2 separate regions of the Mus musculus genome follow, and region 2 is linked to region 1. A link is a contact called in public Hi-C data. All regions are on one chromosome and are shown on one strand. The core of a region is the stretch at or near the end of the contact, and the rest is flanking DNA. Distances in the headings are between cores, read along the strand shown. Region 1 overlaps Gm15348 (predicted gene 15348). Region 2 holds the start of Atp11a (ATPase, class VI, type 11A).

Evidence for each region. Hi-C and Micro-C count contacts between places; a contact is called where the count stands out from the background.
Region 2: a contact with region 1 is called in a Hi-C map of neutrophils, with 2.2 times the contacts expected there. The contact joins the promoter of Atp11a here to the enhancer-like site in region 1. A contact is called at or near these places in 2 of 39 promoter capture datasets (liver and neural stem cells), 1 of 15 datasets of contacts at CTCF or cohesin (the NIH/3T3 cell line), 8 of 484 Hi-C or Micro-C datasets (3T3-L1-derived adipocytes, the AML12 cell line, ECoMG-derived neutrophils and 5 more), 3 of 115 datasets of contacts at active chromatin or transcription factors (bone marrow-derived macrophages, embryonic stem cells and kidney) and 1 of 9 other capture datasets (adipose tissue).

What each region holds. Positions count from the first base shown.
Region 1 is chr8:12,701,841-12,707,858 of GRCm38.p6, reverse strand. It overlaps Gm15348 (predicted gene 15348), which reads left to right. Exons shown (of 4, transcript NR_033546.1): 4 at 1-915. Among named protein-coding and RNA genes, the nearest start is that of Gm15348, 14 kb to the left of the region's middle. Within about 2 kb of position 3,573, at least 24 of the 459 cell types and tissues checked have an H3K27ac peak or open chromatin away from gene starts, as enhancers often do. A contact at or near this core is called in ECoMG-derived neutrophils and neutrophils, where this site is marked.
Region 2 is chr8:12,755,230-12,760,941 of GRCm38.p6, reverse strand. It overlaps Atp11a (ATPase, class VI, type 11A), which reads right to left and starts at 3,926. Exons shown (of 30, transcript NM_001293667.1): 1 at 3,590-3,926. The coding sequence starts at 3,628. It overlaps Gm33587 (a long non-coding RNA gene), which reads left to right and starts at 4,046. Exons shown (of 3, transcript XR_378725.3): 1 at 4,046-4,255.

The DNA.
Region 1 (6,018 bases), core at 2,324-4,823:
AGCTCCACTCAGCCCTTCCCTCTGGGAGAAGGGAGGACGGGGAAGTTGAGTTAATAACTAGTCTCCCCTAGTGGCAGTGCCTCCATGACACCCCTGAACCACACCGGGTACTGTGTCTATATGTTAAGAAGATGGTGCATCCCAGTCCATGCAGATGGAGGGTCCTGTGCTCAGGGCCCACAGACATTGCATTTCCCTGTGCATCCATGTTTTCTTGTTGTAAACCAACTACTGTATCTCCCTGAGCTTCGAGAGCTGCCACAGCAAGCTACCAAACCTGAGGCTATGGATATGTCATTGAATTGTGGGTAACTTGATTAGTGTCACCTAGGAAAATGGAACCTCCAGTGAGAAATCGCCTTCATCACCCTGGCCTGTGGGCATGCTGTGGGGCATTATTGATTTATGGGGGTGGAGCAGGCAGGGAGGAGGTTCACTGTGGGCAGTGCAACTCCTGGGTACATGGCCTTGGCTATTTGAGAAAGCAGTCTGAGCAATCAGGGAGAGCAAGGCAGTGAGCAGTACCCCTCAATAGTCTCTGCTTCAGTTCCTGCCTTCAGGTTCCTGCCTTGAGCTCCTGGGTTGGCTTTTCTGAATGACAGTTGAGAACAAACAAACCCTTTCCTGTCCAAGGTGCCTTTGGTCTTGGTGTTTGAGTGAAAATGGCTCCCTAGGGCTCATAGGGAGTAGGTGTGGCCTTGTTGGAGGAAATGTGTGTCAAAGGGGCAGGACTTTGAGGTTTCCAAAGCTCAAGCCAGGCCCAGTGGCTCATTCTCTCTTCCTGCTGCCTGCAGATCCAGATGTTGAACTCTCAACTCCTCCAGCACCATGTCTGTTGCCATGTTTCCCACCATGGTGATAATGGACTACACCTCTGAAATGTAAGCCAGCCCCAATTAAATCTTTTTATTTGTGAGAGTTGTTGTGGTCATGGTGTCTCTTCACAGTAATAGGACATTAACTAAGATCATGTTTACAAAGAAGCAAACTAAAATGGGAGGGGGGGGGGTCAGAGGATATGGGATGGGGATCAGGGAGCCCTCTGTTTGTAGTCAAATTTGGCAGACCTGGAAACAACCCAGAGAGCTGTGAATGACATCTGAAATGGGTATTTTGGGGGACTAACTCTCAGCCCCTGGGACCTGTCCTGATACTGGGTGCTTAGCATTGTGCTTGAGTTTCAGGGCACCACTCTGTGTCTGCAGCACTGGGGACTTGGGTGAGGGGACAAACCACACCTGATAGGAGAGATCAGGAAGTGGTTTCACCTAAGCCTGTCTCAGTAACCAGTGAGTGTAGCTGGGATTACTTACAGGAGCATGAGTGAGGGTGGCTTAAGGGCATGAGCAACTTACAGGTAGCTATGCCATTGAAGAAGAGTTGCCCTTCATGGCAATTATCAGTTCCTTGTATGCCCTTGGAGATGGTCAGGGCCTCATGGTCCCCTTGTGCAGCCTCCACAGTCATTTGAGGGGATGCTAGGTGGTCCGATCTTGCCAGGATATCAGCTGAGTGTTCACAGTTGCTCTGTCATGTGCAGAGGACAGAGTTGCACATCAGGGGATGATTAAAAAGAAATTTGTGGCAGTTGTTTGTGTGCACATAGCTTTCCCGAGAAGCTGGGAAAGTAGCTAAGGCTGTGGCTGCTGGGTGCAATGGGAAGCCACTGTCAAACTGTCCTTCTGAAAAGGCTGCACCAACATCATCACCCTGAGCAGGGCACGAGCGTTCCTCGGATTGTCACTGGCACTTGCTGTCATTGGGGGTTCAGATTTCTGCCATTATGGGTGTGCATCTCGCTGATGTCTTAATCTGTGGATCCCTATGATACATGATCTCCCCTCCATACTCGTCCTTGCTGTCTGTCTGTCTGTCTGTCATCTGATGATGCTCAAATCTTTTGCCCATTTTTAAAATCCAGTTTTTTAAAAAAAATTTCTCATCAAGTTTTAAGAGTTCTGTGTGGATTTTGGATGACTCTTTTCCAGATATATTTTGTAAATATTTTCTCCCAGTCTGGGGCTTGTCCCCTCCTCCTCCCTCTTTCTTCACGTCTGGTTGTTCCATCTATTTAGATACCAGCTGTTACAATTTCCACTCGTTGTTATGCAAGTGTCTGTTCCTTTAATTCTCTCAGCATTTGCTCTATGTGCTGGGTTCTCTGTCACTAGATGAATTCATATTTATGATCTGTCTTTATGAATGGTTGTTTGCTCTGTTATTGTGGAAGTGTCTCTCTTTGGTTGCTTTAATTCTCTGCCTTGAAGTCTACCAAAGCTCCAACAGGGGCCTTCTGGTGAGGATAGTTTGAATGGCAGATTCTCTTCATCACTGGGTTCCAGCTGCTGACTTAGTTAAGGTTTTACTGCTGTGAACAGACATCATGACCAAGGCAACTCTTATAAGGACAACATTTAATTGGGGCTGGCTTACAGGTCCAGAGGTTCAGACCATTATCATCAAAGTGGGAGCATGGCAGCATCCAGGCAGGCATGGTGCAGGCGGAGCTGAGAGTTCTACATCTTCATCCGGAGGCTGCTAGCAGAATACTGGCTTCCAGGCAGCTAGGATAAGGGTCTTAAAGCCCATACCCATAATGACACACCTACTCTGACAAGGCCACACCTACTTCAACAAGGCCACACCTATTCCATCAGGGCCACACCTCCAAATAGTGCTACTCCCTGGGCAAAGCATATTCAAACCATGACACCTGCTTAAACTACGGCTCTGGGGACAGCTCCTAGCTGGCCCTCACTTTGGAAAGCCATTCAGATAATCTTTGAATCAGAGGGTTGATGTTGGGTTTTGTCATGATGGATTTAGGATTCTCCGATTGGGTTTTCTGCTGTCTCCCCCTTCCATGTCTTCCTCTTGATTGTTGGATGAGATTCTGTGTTATGCCATTTTCTTGTCTTCCACCTATATCTGATCGTAACTTTTTAGCAGTTGATTTGAGGACTGAGTGCTCTGAGTGTTTTGTTTTAACCATGTTAAAGTTATAATTGCAGCACTTTGTAAGATGTAGACAGAGCTGTGCCCCGTGCATACATCAGACACTCCATGCCCATCTCTTTCACTCTGGTGACTTAGGTGTTGTGTGTATACAAACTACAGTGCACAGTTAACAAACCAGAGAGAAAGAGGACGCCTTCCTCAAAATGCTGGTTATTTCCGGTGCTTCTGATTATCTCTTAAAGGTTTGAATTTCTCTCTTATATTATTCCCTAAACAAGGCCAGGAGTGGCCGCACCCACCTTTAACCCAGCACTCTGGAGGCAGAGACAGGGGGATTTCTGAGAGTTTGGGAACAACTTGATCTGTATAGAAAGTTCCAAGACAACCAGGGCTTCATAGAGAGACTGTCTCAAAAACAAACTGGCAAGCAAACAAACAAACAACCAAAGAGAAAATGAGTCAAGTTCTTACAAAGTGTATGTTTAAAATAAACCCTTCATAGATTTGTGGGTTAAAGCTCCGATGCTTTGCTTTGGGTTGCCAGCAGACTGTGAAACATGTGCCGGGCTGAGTGCATGAGGAAACCTGTCTCTGTGAGTGCCGTGGTAAGTGGCGGTGACCAGGGCAGTGACCAAGGAAGCTCTACTGTTCTTCTCAGCCCACTGGAGCACTTTGTTATGGGCTATGCAGCAAATAAGCCACAGTGAAGTTGTTCTTTTCTTCCAAGGTTTTGTCCTATTTGGAGTCACTGTGCAGACCCTTAAGGAAGTTTATAATTGTTTAAATTAAAATATTTATTGTTTTAAATTGTCTTGACGTGTTCATTTTCTTCAGAAGGTGGTCTGTGCCTCCAGCAGGGAGGGACTGCTCTGCTCAGTTTGAGCGCAGGGGCACCTAGTGCTGTAGTCTGGCTGTGAATACTTGTGAGGCTGTCTGTCAACTTGGACACTTTGTCACTGTGGACTTGCTGTCCACTGTTGACTCCGGTGCCCAGTGTCTCATGCAGTCTACCCTGCAGCTGCAGTAGGCAAAACCCTCTTTGCACACTTTCTGACTTTTGCAATGGCCTTGAGCAGAGGTTGGCTAATCCTGGCCCACATTTTCCTTTTTAGGCTTTCTGAAACTTAGCAATTGCGCTTTCCTAATGCAATTTCCTCCTTTCTGCGAGAAGCCACAGTGGCCCCAGATGCTAATGCGCTACTGCTTGCCCTTGCCCTGCACACCTCTGGTGAAGCTGTGGCATGTGCTGTGTCTATGTGCCAGTGAGTGTCACCACCCACTACACAATTGTGTCCTCTTTAGCCCATGATGGAGACCTTGTACCTCATAACTAATGTGATAGCCAGTGGAGGCAGAGCATTTGTGAGGTGATCAGGTTTAGGCGAATCATGATGATGTGGCCCCGATAATGGGATCATTTGTCCCTGTCAGAGGCCACACCCCCACCATCTCTCAACCATATCTCCATCTCTCTTCCTTTCACCTGTCATCAATTCCCTTTTGAGGAGTTTGTAATTGTTATTTTATATATATGAGTATTTGCCTACACACATATCTGTGCAGCACATGTATGTCTGGTAAGGAACAGAAGAGTGCATTGGATTCCCCAGAACTGTAGTTACAGATGGTCGTGAGCTGCCGTATGGGTATTAAACCCTGGTCCTCTGGAAGAAGAGTCCATGCTCTAAACTGCTGAGCCTTGGCTCCAGTCCTCCTCCTCTGTCATTTCTATACCACTACTCCTTCCTAAAATCTGTCTTTCTCTCTGTCTCTTTACCTCTGTCCCATCACTTTCAATTCCATCTTGGGCTCCATCTCTTACTGCCCGTCTTTATCCCTCTGCAACCCTTGCTGGCTGTTCTTGCACCAACTCTATGCCCGTCTCCATCCATATCTACACCATCTCCATCATCCCCAGCTCCACCTCACACATCCGCATCCACCTCCAGCTCCATCTTTATCATCTGCATCTCCATCACCCACATCGCCAAGTCCCTCTCTCTTCCATGTGAGGATGCACAGGGAACGTGGCTGCTTATGAACCAGGTTGAAGCCCTCATAACATTGACAAGAGTGAGAAATAACTCACCACCCAGGTTATTTTTCTGTAACTGCCGGGCTAATGTGGGTACTCTTCTACCCGCCCAAGCAATGAGTCTACCAATCCCACCCTGAGGGATGCATTTACTAGAGCTTTGCAGCCTGGATGTCAGAGGATAGAAATGAAGACAAGGGTGCTGGGAAGACAGTTCGGGTGAAGACCAATGAATCAACAAGAAAGCCGGAAGTTGTGGCAAGCAGTTTAGGGAGTATTCTTTAGGAGAGCCTAAGGTATTGTCTCCAGGGGCACTTACTATAGGGCAGGACCGAGGACAGCACCGAGTGTCCCGGGACTCCTCTTCTGCACACTTCCTCCTCACTGGTTCCTAGAACTTGTAGCTACACACTGACTGTCTGGTTCACAAGCAACTTCCTTGTTCCCTGAGTTCAAGCGCTGGAGCTGTGCATTATGCTGTATAGGCAGCACTCCGTGTGTTTGACGCTTGACTTCAGTGTGGCTGTGCCCACTGGAGCCCTACAGAGGTCAATTCTGAAGTGTAGATACACTTGGCTACTTTGTTGCTTATAGCTGCTCTTATACTCCAGGCTTTACTTGGACCTCATCAATTCCCTAGAAAGGTCCCTTTTCTGTGCTAGAGTGCTAGCCAAACAGCCATACTTGGCTGTCCTGGCTCCTCAGGCTCTCTGGCCAGGGCCTATTCTGTACACTTGGCTATCCTGGCTCCTCCAGGCTCTCTGACTTGAGCCAATTCACTATATTTGGCTGTCCTGGCTCCTCACATTCCTCTGACAAGACAGAGTTCTCCTCATCATGGCCTTATGTTCTAGCATTTCCGCACCATCAGTGGTGCCTAGCCCTTCGTTAGTGAGAGCCTGGCTCTACTGTTCACCACACAGAGATTTGCTCCAGTCTCTGCTCTCCTAAAGCTCTATGGAGCTGCTTGTCCACCTCTGTGAGAAATGGGTGTTTCTCACAGTTTTTATACAGCCTGACTTTCC
Region 2 (5,712 bases), core at 2,677-5,176, 53 kb before region 1:
GGAATCACTTACTTCAAACACCAGAAGGCCCTTGGTGGTTAAGTGGTTTCACTTTGTATCCGGGAATATGGACTCTGGGGGCTGAACAGGAAGGTCTGGATTCCCAGAGCTGGATTAGGAGCAGGAAGCCCAGTGAGAGAAGTCTCTTAGAACTGGCAAACTCACACTGAACCCTGACGTCCATGATACAAACCACCTGGTAATAAAAATGAAGAGGCCAGGTGTGGTGACATACACCTTTAATCCCAGCACTCAGGAGGCAGAGCCAGGCAGACCTCTGTGAGTTTGAGGCCAGACTGATCTATGCACTGAGTTCTAGGACAGCCTGAGTTCATAGTAAAACCCTATCCAAAAAGAAGGAGGATGAGAAGGAGCAGGAGAAGAGGACAGGGAAGGAAAAGAGGAAGAGAAGAGGGAGGGAGGAGAAGAAGATGAAGAAGAGGAGGAAGTAGGAGGAAGAAGAGGAGGAAGAGGAGAAGAAGAATCGTGCATGCTTATACTTTCTTAAACTTTTGGAGAAGTATAAAGTAAATGCTTGAACTCCTCAGAAGTCAAGACTGTCTTTTTCTAATACAAATAAATGTAAGACTGGAGTGGTGGCCTGGTGGTTAACAGGCTGCTCTTCCAGCACGCCCGTGTGAGCTCACATGGCCTGTAACTCCAGTCCCAGGTGATCCTCTCTGACCTCTGCAGGCATCAGGCATGAACACAGCATGTTTACATATGCAAACACAGCATGTTTACATGTAGGCAAAGAAGCCATTCACATAAAACAGAATGAAAAAGAAGTCTGAATGAGCTGAATAGGGAGGTGCTGCCTGCTATTCAGCCACTGTTGAAGGTGAAGCGGGAAGACCACACACTTAAGACCCACCTGGATACAAATAGAGTTCAAGGCCAGCCTGAGCAACTTAGGAAGAGCCTGTCTCAAAGCAGGAACTCAAAGGACCTAGGGATATAATTCAGAGGTAGACCACTTGCTGAGCATGCACGAAGTCCTAGGTTCAATCGCAAGTTGTCACCAAGAAAGAAAGAAGGTAAAGTGGGGGAAGCCTCAGGCTTAGACAATGTGTGCTGCCTGCAAAGCAAATTTTAGAAGGCAGAGGCTCTGACAAGCCATAAAACCTAATAAATGAAATCCAGGCCCCATCACAGAAACACGTCACTCAGACATGACAAAACGAAGCTCTTGACCTACAGGGACTTGAGGGGAAATCAAATCCCTTCAGCATGAGCCAGGAGGCAAAAGGGAAAGGGCCTCCCTCCATGAGGAGCCTGGCCTGGGAAGCTGCCTCTAAGAAAGCTCTGCAACTGCTCCTGCTTGGCTGGCAGCAGTGCCCCGTGCCTCGCTTTCCGCTATTTTATCTTTCCCAAGTATACAAACCATACCCACCACCAATTCATTCCCCTACTCTCCCAGGAAAGCCCTGTGGGGAACCAACTAACTTCCACCCCTTTTTAACAGGGCTTTGGGTCAGGTAGCCAATGCATTTAATCCCAGCACTGGGAAGTCAGAGGCACACAGATCTCTGTGAGATCAGGACTAGCCTAGACTACATAGTGAGATCCAGACCAACCAATCACACTTAGGGAGATTCTCTCAAAAAAGTAAAAGTTTTGAAGGGTTCCAGAACTCCACCCCTACCCCCTAGGGAACCTTGGCATTAGGTGCTGGTAAACTTGTTGAGCCTCTCCGGGGAACCAGGCCCCATCCTTACCCCTTTTCTAGACTAAGACACTCAATCTTCACAAGAACTGCAAGGCACAGTGACAAGGACACTGCAGCAGGACAACCCTAGGAGCCAGGCCCACCAGGTCCACGGCTGCAAAGGCCTCCTCTAGCCTCTGCCGGGAGGCTCCGCAGCTGGTCCTCCGAGAGGGTCGGGTCGCTGACTTGAGCCACACTCCTCACTTTACATATCTAAGAGGAAGTGTCACTGGCTCTATATGTGCTCCTTAAAATGCCTAAGATGCATGATATGACTTAGACTATATCTGGAACATCGGCTACTACAAGAGCGCATGAGCTGTTCACACAGCTATGTGACCAACGTGTAGCATGGGGCGGACTGGCCTCAAAGACAGAGTTCTCTCTTTCATTTACCTGCCTGTATTCGCTGCCGAGAACTGACCCAGGACAAAATACCTATGACAGTGTTCTTGTCCAAGGGCTGATGACTCCTTCTTTAGCAACCTATGGCCTTAGAGGGAGCTGTGGTGCTTTTATTGCTCTCAGGAATTCTGACTGTGTGAAAGGCAGCAGGCTACAGAGGAGAGGCTCATTTCTGTAGAATGAGTCGAATAAACCAGGAGATAAGAATATCCAATCTCTTTTTCTCTTCTTATAAAAGAAAATATAATTTAACCTCACATCTTGGAAGATAAATACATAATAAGAAAACAAGCCATAACTGTTTCGGGGAAAAGTCAAATTAATTTCATGGCTTAGACTCGAGTTTAAGGCCTGTGGCAGAGCAGTCAAAAATGAGATGAGCAGAAGGAATAACATTCCATAACTTACATTCCAGATGCATTATCAAATAATTAAGAGTGGCAAAGTTCGTTAAGGAATATCTGCAGCCTAGATTTGAGAGAAAATACCACTTCGAAAGTAGAATAGCACAGCAAAAAGAAACTAACTTGAAATTTTACCTAGATAAGGAAATATAAAATAGCTGAAGGCTTGCCTAAGGGCACTGTGGAAGTAAAAGACAGCACCAGGGACGGAAAATTCGTCCTGTGGCCCTGGGAAGCTGGCAGGTGACTGTCTACAGGGACCAAGAAGACCACCCCTCCTCCTTTCGCTTCCCACGGGGGTGGGGTGGGGTGGGGTGGGGTGGGGAGGGCTGCAGTTTCCTAGTCTCATTCTTTGCTTACTGGAAGGCCAAAATTGGATGGAAATTAACCAGAAAAGCAAGAAGAAAAACCCGGGTAAATTCCCCTTCAGAAAAACCCACATCCAAGGACAAGTGTCACTCAGAGAAGCTAGAGAGAGCCGGCTCTGGTCCCCTCCGTACCCAGCCCGCACTGGGCAAGGCACGCGCTCCTCAAACCTGTGACCACCCCGCGCCAGCTGCCGTACAATAGGTCCTTGTGTCCAGCTTAGGGAAGACAAGCTGTCCCGGGGCAGATTCTCTCTTTTCTGTACACACACCCACTTTGCTCCATCCCGGCTGATGGATGCCACCTACCTCCCTGGTCTCCCCTGGTGAGGCACTCCGTCACTAACCGCGCAGCAGCATCCAAGGGAGCCGGGAACTACGCACTCGGACCTGGCTGACTACTTTCAGAGATGGCAAACTTCACTTCTGACTCCCCTGTGGAGGCTCCCCGCTTCCCCGCAGCCCCGTACATATGTCCCAGCCGGTCCCGGTCCCCGCGTCGGCCCGCCCCGCTGGGGCTGAGCGCAACCCCCATAAGGATGGATGTCCCTCGACCCCGGGATCGACCCGGCTGCAACTGCCTTCCGGGTGGGCCTGGCCGAGCGCAGGTGGAGCGCGGCGGGGACCCGACGGCGGGACGTTCCGGGCCTGAACCCTGACCCAGACCCGGACCCCGGACCCCGGACCCATCACAGAGAGCCACTCACGTATCTGCGCACGAGCGTCCTCAATAGACTGCAGTCCATGGTTATCGCTCCCGGCTCCGCGAGCCCCTGGGCTGCGGGCGCTAGCGCAGCCGCCCCCCGCCCGGTCACGGCCTGGGCGGCGCGGGGGGCGGCCGCGGCCCCTCCGCGCTCATGCCCCGCCGGCGGCGGCCAAGGGTCTCGGCCCGCGCGCAGGCGGCTCGGAGGAGGCGGCCTGCGCCCGGCGCTACTCCCGTCGGGCCGACGCGGCCTGCGCTCGATGCTCCGCGCCTGCTCCTCCCGCGGCCGCCGCGCCTCTGGAGCCGGCTCTGCCCCGCTGCGCCCCGCGCGTCACGGGCGCGTGTGAGCATGCGCGCGCCGCAGCCCCCGCCCCGGCCCCGCGCGCGCCGCGACTCCCTAGCGCGTCGCCGCCGCCCTGTTGCTTCCGCCTCCCTGCGGGACTGGGGGAGGGGGGGCGGGGGGGGCTGTCATCGCCCCCGCGTGGCTCGTCGGGTGCTGATCCACCCCTTCTCCACCCCCGCCCCGTTCACTCCTCTTCTAAAACGGAAGCCTGGCTGTGAGCCCAGGACTCCATGGCGAGTGCCATGGGCCTGGGTCCCTAGGCCTGCGGGGGGGGGGGGGGGGTCACACCTCCTGCCGTGGCGTGGACAGAAGACACAGGATCCTCAGGTGGCTACAGGGAGCGAACATTACCACCCCTTTTGGGACTGACTCCCTTGGAGACCAAACCAAACACGTCCTGATCCAGCTCTCATGACTCACTACTCTCTACCTCTACCTACTCCTGGGGCCCAGTCTCTGTCCTGCCTTCCAGAAACCAGGCCTCAGGGAAGACCCTCCACAGTCCTGGGTTTTACCTTGTGGTCCAGCCCCCTGTCAAATGCTTCCTGCTTCTACCTTACAACTGTATCACCATGGCTAGCACCCAGGGAAGGTGGTTCTTTGCTGCCTAGGTGTGAAGTGGCACATGGCTGAACAACCTTCCTTACCTCCAGCCCAGCCGTAATCTAGCTAATGTTTACTGGTTCCACATCCCTTGCTTTTGCTTCTGATAACGGTAGAACCAGAGACGAGGGATCTGCAGTGGCCGATCAGGAGCACCAGACCTGAGGATTAGGAATGTATTTGAGAGCGTTCTGACAGGGTGTGGAGGAGATCTGACTTTGCTATGGTTTGGATTAGACACTGGTGGCAATGGTGCCAGTGACTAAACTGATCTCCTGAGCCACCACCGCCTTCTACCCTGTTTTCTACCTAAGTTCTACACCAGTGCTCACCACGGAGCACCAGCTACAGACACCCAGCCAGCCTCAGGGCAAAGGGTTTTCTCTCCGGGCTTCCTGGACTTGCTGTGAGCCTGGTGGAGTTGGCAGTCAGCGCTCATTGGTACTCCTAGCTGTGGTGTGGACTCTTGAGGACAGCAGGCCTCTATGTCTAGGGACTAGCTGCTGGCCTCAGTGGGCCTGACTGGGCTGTTCATGTGTCTCTGATGCTCTATCTCTTTCCTACCATGACTGCTGGGCCAAATTGTAGGCTATTGGCCAATTACAATTGCAGTGGGTATTCCTGGCACAGATGTGCCTCAGGATAAAGCCTTCCTATCTATCCTTAGAGAATGTTCTACTTGGAGGAATGTTTCATTTCCTTCCTTCCTTTCTTTTTTCTTGTTTGGATTTTTGAGACCGAATCTTCATTCTAGGCTGGTCTCAAACTCTATACAAACATCCTGCCTCAGCCTCTGAAGTGTTGGAACACAGGAGTGAGCCCTGGTGTCTAGCTTATTCTTCATACAGAGCAAAGCACTTCCCTGGTGGTGCAACAGGAGTGAGTGACTTCATCCTCTGAGCCTTCACCCTTTGTGGGGCTCAGGACTCTCTGGCTCCCTCCAGCTGACACCATTCATTCTAGCAAGTGGCTGACTTGCTAATTAACACATAGAGGAACATGCTGGAGGCTGTTTAGGAAGGTTTCCTTGCTTTTAAGAAATCGAGAGTTTATTGTATATGGGATGGATCCCCCAGACATGTTGTGGATGCCAACAAGAGCCTGCTGACAGGAGCCTGATATAGCTGTCTCCTGAGAGGCTCTGCCAGTGCCTGACAAATACAGAAGTGGATGCTCACAGC